Linked DNA regions of Oryctolagus cuniculus: region 1 is linked to region 2. A link is a contact called in public Micro-C data. All regions are on one chromosome and are shown on one strand. The core of a region is the stretch at or near the end of the contact, and the rest is flanking DNA. Distances in the headings are between cores, read along the strand shown.

The links. A called contact is a pair of places that touch in the nucleus more often than the background predicts.
Region 1: a Micro-C map of ear pinna shows a contact between it and region 2, with 2.8 times the contacts expected there. The contact joins the enhancer-like site here to the promoter of RASSF8 in region 2. A contact is called at or near these places in 3 of 6 Hi-C or Micro-C datasets (ear pinna, psoas muscle and an unstated tissue).

What each region holds. Positions count from the first base shown.
Region 1 is chr9:123,257,469-123,261,220 of mOryCun1.1, forward strand. The region is part of intron 1 of RASSF8 (Ras association domain family member 8); the gene reads left to right. Among named protein-coding and RNA genes, the nearest start is that of RASSF8, 48 kb to the left of the region's middle. Within about 2 kb of position 2,068, at least 1 of the 8 cell types and tissues checked has an H3K27ac peak or open chromatin away from gene starts, as enhancers often do. A contact at or near this core is called in ear pinna, where this site is marked.
Region 2 is chr9:123,210,317-123,213,753 of mOryCun1.1, forward strand. RASSF8 (Ras association domain family member 8) reads left to right here and starts at 1,423. Exons shown (of 5, transcript XM_051850353.2): 1 at 1,423-1,561. It overlaps LOC138843660 (serine/arginine repetitive matrix protein 1-like), which reads right to left. Exons shown (of 8, transcript XM_070048360.1): 2 at 3,112-3,240; 3 at 601-3,002. The coding sequence ends at 2,016.

The sequences.
Region 1 (3,752 bases), core at 818-3,317, 48 kb after region 2:
GACCCCGCGTCCCATGCCCTGGGACCTGTGAGAAGGGAGTGGCAGTGGTGGGTAAGGGCGAACCTGGACTCACGAGCTTCCGTTCCAGCGCGGCGTCTACACAGCTCTTGTCGTTGTGGGCACCGCACGTGGGTCTTGACACACGCAGGTGCCATACGCGCTCTGCCTGCCGTTCTGTTTGCTTGGATGGCGAGCGTGTGACTGTGCTGAAACCCGGCTTCCAGAATCGCCTGTCGGGAGGGCTTGGCGTTGGCTCCACCCAGCTGTGGGATCTGGGGCAGGCTTTTGCAACTGCCCTGCGCTGTGACTTCCTCTCGGAAAATGCAGCACGCTGATCCCTCTGGAGTCTTGGACCGGTGCCCGGCACAGGGTGTGAACACTCACCGCCTGCCTGCCACGAGCTGCCAGGCCTTCAGGTGGGGGGAAGTGGGAAAACCAAGTGCCTGCGCTGCCCGAAGGTAACACCGCGGCTGCAGAGGGCCGTGTGGGTGTGGGCTGCGTGGACTGCGGTTGTGTGGCCTGGAAAACACATCACATCCCCAACATCTCGTGGCACTTAAGCGTAGCTGTGCTAACATAAATAGGTTATTTAGCATCGTGAGCATGGGATTCCTGGTTCCATGCAGGGGCTCCGACTGGCACGGAGATCCGTGCTGTCCAGGAGTTGTGTCAGAGTGATGTCTCTTTCCTTGGGACTCGGAGGCGGTGTGCTGTGCCCCATCTTTTGGTTCCATTCCTACCCCCAAACCTGTAGAATCAAAACAAGAGTGCATCTTTGAGAATCCAAAAGCAACTACGTTGAAAGGCAGAGCTGCACAGAGAGAGAGGGAAACATCTTCCATCCTCTGGTTCACTCCCTAAAAGGCTGCAACGGCCAGAGCTGGGCTGAACGAAATCCAGGAGCCAAGAGATTATTCCCACTCTCGTAGATGCAAGGGACCCAAGCAAGCACTTGGGCCATCTTCTGCTGTTTTCCCAGGTGCATTAGCAAGGAGCTGGATTGGAAGTGGAGCAGCCGGGGTGCACACTGGTACCCATATGGGATGCCAGCACTGGGGCGGTGGCTTTACCCGCTATGCCACAGCACCGGCCCCTAGACCCTTTTTTGACTCTTTGTGTTCACTGTTCCTTAGCCCTAACAAATTGAAGAATCATTATTCACGTTTTAGAGCCAAGGAAAACTAGTAACTTGTTTATAGTCCTACATCTACAGAGTGGTATTGGCAGGACTTGAACTGACCACTGCATTGCGTTCTTAACCAACATCTTCCGTACTAGGGATGGTAAAAGTGAGTCACGTGTTTGCTGTTTGCCTGTGCCGTGGCAGACATGACCAATTGATCACGGTGCGTGTCCTTGCTAAGCCTGATAATCCGTTTCAGCCAGAGTTGCTAGGCAAGAGTCAAAACATAGGCACCATCCTTGGCTGGCTGTCTCGTGATGAACTTTCTCCTAAATTTCATTGGGAAAACAATAAAAAAGATTAATTAGTGCTTTGTTTCATAGGAGGAAGAAACGCGTGTGTGTGACAGCTGAGTTTAACACAGGCACCTCCGAGTTTGGTAACATTGTAGCAGTCCCGGGGATGTAGAGTTTTTCAGGGCAAGCCTGAAAAATTACTGAGTCATCACGTGTGTTTAGCTGAAGATGGTTTCTCATCTGCATATTTGAAATAAACAAATTTTGGCAGTGCCAGAGGGTTGTTACAAGGAGAATTAGGTCTTTTTTTCTGTAGCCAGCAGGAACTGGCTGTGAAGTCATGGCATTCTAGGGATAGACTGAGATAGTAATCCTTTAAGACTTGACTGAAAACCCCATGTGATGGCATTCATTGTGGAAATAAAAACTCGTTCGAATTGGGAGTACCCTCTCTCTGCCTCCTTCCTCTCTTGATTCTGTTTCTTTTGAAATGTGCCAGCGTGGATATCGTTTGAAGACGGCATTTTTTAAAAATCCCATATATGGCCAGCGCGATGTCCCGGCCTCTCTGCAGATCCCTTGCTACGAGGGCTACTCTTGGCACAGGGATCGGGCGAAGGGGTCGAGGCAGCGCCAGCCGTACCCAGGCTCGTAAATCCTGGTCCCTGCCTGCTGCCTGGTGTGTGGATTTCTTACAGTACTCTCTCCACGGTTGTCCCCTGAAATCTGACACAGCACGGAGAAGCAGCAGATGACACACACTCATCGACAGGCCAGCCGGCCAGCAGAGAGCCCGAGGTGAGCTTTAGTCCCGGCTCTTGTGCGAGGCCCCGGAAAACTGCTTTTATCTTCCGTGTGTTATCTCTAAGGCCTGTAACCTTCTGCCTTAAGTTACACACTGCAGCTTGCAAAGAAATGGAGATTTTTTTCCCCCAGCTTATTTTTATAGTAATGTTGTTGAGGGAGGAACATAGAGCTTTGCTTTGGAAGAAATGCCGATTTAAGTGTGTTTTGGAAAAAATAAGTGAAATTAAGTGGGAGGGTGCATGAGTGCGTCCCTAGCTGCACTCCGCCTGTCCTCGGGGAGGCCGGCTCGCTCGCTCCCTGATGACGGTGGGCCTGGCTCTGCTTGCTTGAAATCAGGAGGCACTGCTTCCCTGCCCCCACCACAGACCCCACGGCTCTGACTAATGACGACTTCCAAGTGCCCGTGGCCGGCCGGGGCTTATAATTTGTTCCCAGATCACTGATTATCTTTATTTTCGTCCTGTATTTCATCTGTCTAGCGGTCATATTCCCCCAGATGGGAAGGTCAGGACCTCAGCGAAAGAGTTTGCTTAACTAGCGGCAGGCAGAGCCTCTGCTGGGGAGCATGGGAAATTCATTCATTTCGCGTTTGGTTTGCACTTTGAAAACCCTGGAGGTTGAGGGCTGTTGGCTCTCTGTTTTCTGTTTGTCTCGTTGCGTTTGGGTTGGGTTATCGGCCAGGTCTGCCTGGCCGGGAGCTCTTACCAGAGCTTACTTGGCGTTGTCACCAGAGAGTAGGTCCTTTAGCTTCTCCCTGGCCTCAGGTTTTCAAGAGCTCACTCCAGTAACCTTGGAGTGTCCCGTCCCATCCGGGTATTTCCTGGCAGTTAACTGATCTCATGTTCCATTGCAGAAAGTCGCAGTCTGGAGCCCTGGTCGGACAGGGCTCCTTCTTGCTGCTGGTCGTCCCTGTCAGGTCTGCGAGAAAGAGCGTTATCGGCTGCCAGGCGCTGCACGGGTGTACACTGAGTGGGCAGCTGGGCAGCCGTGCTAGGTCCTTACTGAGACAAAATACAAAAATGGGGGAAAATCATCCACAACCTCTATCCGAGCGTTCAGTTGCTGGGCAGGTTGTTTGCTGGCCCCTGTCCATGCCAGTCCAGATGATGTGTGGAGATGGCTTCTGTTTCTTCACATTGCGTGATGCTACGTGGTTTGTGTCCATCCTGTGGCGTGGAAGTTCATGTACAAGGACATCATTTTTCTGTACTTGCATTAACAAGACTGCATAGATAATGAAAATGCTGTCTGCAGCTCAGTGGTTGAGAACTGTCCTTTTTTCTTTTTTGGTTTCTAGCAGTTGGTAAAGGGACCCAACCCTTCGCTTCCTCTGCTGTGTTCATCCTACGTAGGTTTTTCTTTTTTCATGAAAGTATACGTTTTTGCTTCGTACTTTTAGATTTAGTATTTTCAGCTGGAATTGTTTTCTCTAGGTGAATATCTTTTAAATCTAGAAACTCTTCTGGTTTTTGATATTTTGGCTTTTCCTATGGGAATGAAAATCTATACAGCTATAAGTAAACTTC
Region 2 (3,437 bases), core at 173-2,672:
ATCCCAGCATAGGTGAGGGAGCGTCAAGCAAGCTGTGCACCGCTCACAACAGAACACACCAGAGAGGCTGGGGCAGGTGGTCTGTCCAGCCTCCACCGAAGCCAATTCCCAGACTTCGACAGCTGCCAGTGAGGTCCACCGTGCTGTGGAGTGGTCATCGGTGCCTGCAAGCGCTTCTCTGCGAGTGGGCGTGGCTAGCCAGGCATCATAAATTTACCCGGATTTAAATGCCGGTCACGCGGCAGATGGGTGCCTGCCTCCATCAACCCGTCCACCTCTGGCTGTGTGACGAAACCCAGGGATCAACAGAAACTCGATTAAGGCCCAGCTGCTCCTGGAGATCATACATCTTGGTCCGATAGCAGCCACAGTGCTGTCTGCCACCCACCGCCCCCCACACCCCCCCCCCCTGGGAGACCGTTCACCACAAGGGCTGCCCAGCCCAAGAAGGCAGTTCCAAGGAGGAACAGCCAGTCAGCACGGCCACAGGCCGCCAGGGGCCACAGCAAGATGGGGACCGAATTTTTCCATCCAATTGGGCAATCGGTGTGCAGTGGAGGGAAGAGTCGGCAAGGGAGTGAGAGGCCAGGACAGGCTCACCTGAGGGCTAAACAACTCCTTTGACAAGAGTCACCCGGGGTCAAAGGCCACCCCGTGGCCCACAGAGCCCCTTCGCGTGGCGTCGCCTTAGGGTGCACACTGGGGCCACAAAGCTCTCCTCTCCCCAGATCCGCCAAACGTGGATCCGCCAACATTCAGGTCTTACCAGCCCGCCCTCCCCGGCGCACCTGCGAGGTGGAGGAAATCAATGGGCTGTGGAATCAGGAAACGTCAAAAACCCAGAGAACCAAACCCAGGGTCAAAAAGAAAAAAAAAAAAATTAAAACAAAAACACACCCCAGGTCCTGAGGCGGACGCGCGCTGCAGTGAGCTGTGCAAGTCTGCCATCCGTGTCTGGGAGAAGAATCAGTGCCTGGAGAATTAAGGGGGCCGGGGCCGCGTCTCGCAGCTCCCCCACGCGCGGCACTCCCAACCCCAACCCCAACCCCAGCCGATTGAACGGCCGCTGCTGCGGCGGGCCGGCGGGCGCGCGGGCGTCCAAGCCCATACCCAAGGCTGCGAGCCGGCCAGCGGCAGCACGCGTCGCGTGCTGTCCCCAAAGCATGCAGCGGACTAGTGAAGCTGACGCACGGACCTGCGGGGCCACACTCAAGCACCGATTTCCGTCTGAAGCCAAGCCAAGCCCGGCCCGGCTCGTTCTAAACTTCTGTTACTCACAGCTGATTCATGCGTGTGCGTGCGTGTGTGTGTGTGTGTGTGTCCACCCCCGCCCGGCCTCTGTCACCGCCTGCTGCGCAGGGGGCCGCGCAATCACAGCCACTCGGCGTGCACCGCAGCGCAAACCCAGTCCGGGGCGGAGATGGAAGGGCGCGCGCCCTCGCTCTCGTTTCTTCTCCCTCGGCCGCGGAACGAGCCGCCGGCTTCCCGGGGAACCCGCAGAGGGCAGCTCGAGCGAGTCCCGGCCCCGGGCCGCCGCCGCGGAGGCTGGGCTCCGGCCACGGTCAGTGCAGCGCGCGCCCTCCCGCCACGTCCGCTCGGCCCCGGCGCAGGGGGCGCGCCGCCGTGGCCGGCCGAGCGCTGGCCCCCGGGGCCCTCGGAGCTCCCACAATGCAGCGCCGCGTCCCAGTTCCGTTACCGGCTCGCTCCCCGCGCCGCGGGCCCGCGAGACCCGCGGCGGCCGCGGCGACCCGAGCGCGGCCGAGGGGGGCGCCTCTCGCGCGCTCAGCCCGCGGCCCGGCCGAGGGGCGGAGCCGCCCGGCCCGGCCCGGCCTGGCCCGGCCCCCAGCCCGGCCCCCAGCCCGGAGGCACCGGCCGCGGGAGCGAGCCGCCCGCGCCTCGGCCGCCCGCGCTCCGTCCGGCTCCCCGCGCAGCGCCCGCCTCGCCGAGCCTCGCCGGCCGGTCCGCGGCGGCTCGGCCGCTGCCCGCGCGCTCGAGCCCCGGCGGCCGAGGCTCAGCTAGCGCCGGCCCGGCAGGACGCCTTCCGAGAGAGACACTGAGGGAGAGAGAGAGAGAGGACGCCGCGGAGCCGGGGCCTCCGGCCGGCGCGGAGCGCGCAGCCCGGGGACGGGCTCCGGGCGCCGCCGCCGCGTCCCCAGCGCCCGGGCCGGGCCCGCCGGGGGCCTGCGGGGGCGGCGCAGTTGCGAAACTGAGTGAGTATTAACTTTCTGCGGCGGCGGCGGCGGCGGCCGCGGCCCCGGGCAGCCTCCCTGCGAGCCTCGCCGGCCTCGGGGAGCCGCGGGGCGCCCGCGCCGCCCCCCAAGCCCCGCTCGGCGGTCACCTTTTGCCTGGCGTCGCCCGTGTGCGCCTCCTCCACAAGTGCGAGTCTCTGGTTGCTCGGCGCCTTCCTCTCGGTGTCCTTGGCAAGGGGACTTTGGAGGCCACTTTTGTTGCGAAGGGAAATGTCTGTCTGGCTTTTTTTTTTTTTTTTTCCTTTGCTCTGGGTGGAAATCCAGCTCGCTTGCGGGCTGGCGGCTTAGGGGGAGCTGCGTTCTCGGGCGGGATGGGGCGTGGAGGGTGTGGGGCTTGGATTGCGCCCCCACCCCCACCCCGGCGCCCCTGGGCAGGGGGAATCGGGAGGAGGGGACCCGGACTCGAGCTGGCTTTGTGGGCTGGAAACTTTGCTGGGGGGTCGCAGGCGGAGAGGTCGGCGCGAGTGAACTTTGCCGGCTGCGGGCGCGTGTGCGGCCTGGGTCGCCGGTCTCGGAGCGTGGCGCTGTTGGGTTGGCACGGTCGAGCCGCTTGGTGTTGCTACACCACCACGCTCCCGGCGTGAGCTGGCGTCCGGAGCCGTGCAGTCGCAGGATGGAGTTGCGGGTCCGTGTTGCCTCCCCCGCCCTGGAGGGACCTGGAGGGGAAATGGGTGCAGGGCACGCCTCGCAGTGCACTCGAACCTGTCGGCGTGGCCCCGTCCAGACCTCAAGGCTTGGCAGTAAAAAATTGCCCTAGCCTGGTGCGTGCGTTTTCCCGGCTCGGCCGTTCGCCGATGGACCGGCGGGGTCCCCGGGAGGCCTCGATGCCAACTACCGGATCTCTGCTGTGCCCGGGGCTAACCGCTCTCCCGTGTGTCGTCCGGGGAGTTGTGGTTTCGGTCTTGCATGCCTGGGTGTGCCGGGAGTTGAAATCTTGCTGCAAAGGGGTCGTCGGGGGCCGGGTGGGGCGGTAGTGAGCGCAGCCCGCGGGCTGCAGGGGAGGTGCGCGCCGAGCACAGGCGATCAGCAGGCAGGACCAGGACGCACGCCAGTGAGTGTGCGTGTGTGACTTTTATCACTTAGCAGGCATTGGCAATGGCACTTTTTGTGCACGGGCATGGGAAACTCGCCTCCCCAGCCGTGAGAATTCCACGTGACCTTTTCCTTCTTAAAGAGGAAGGCTGGTGT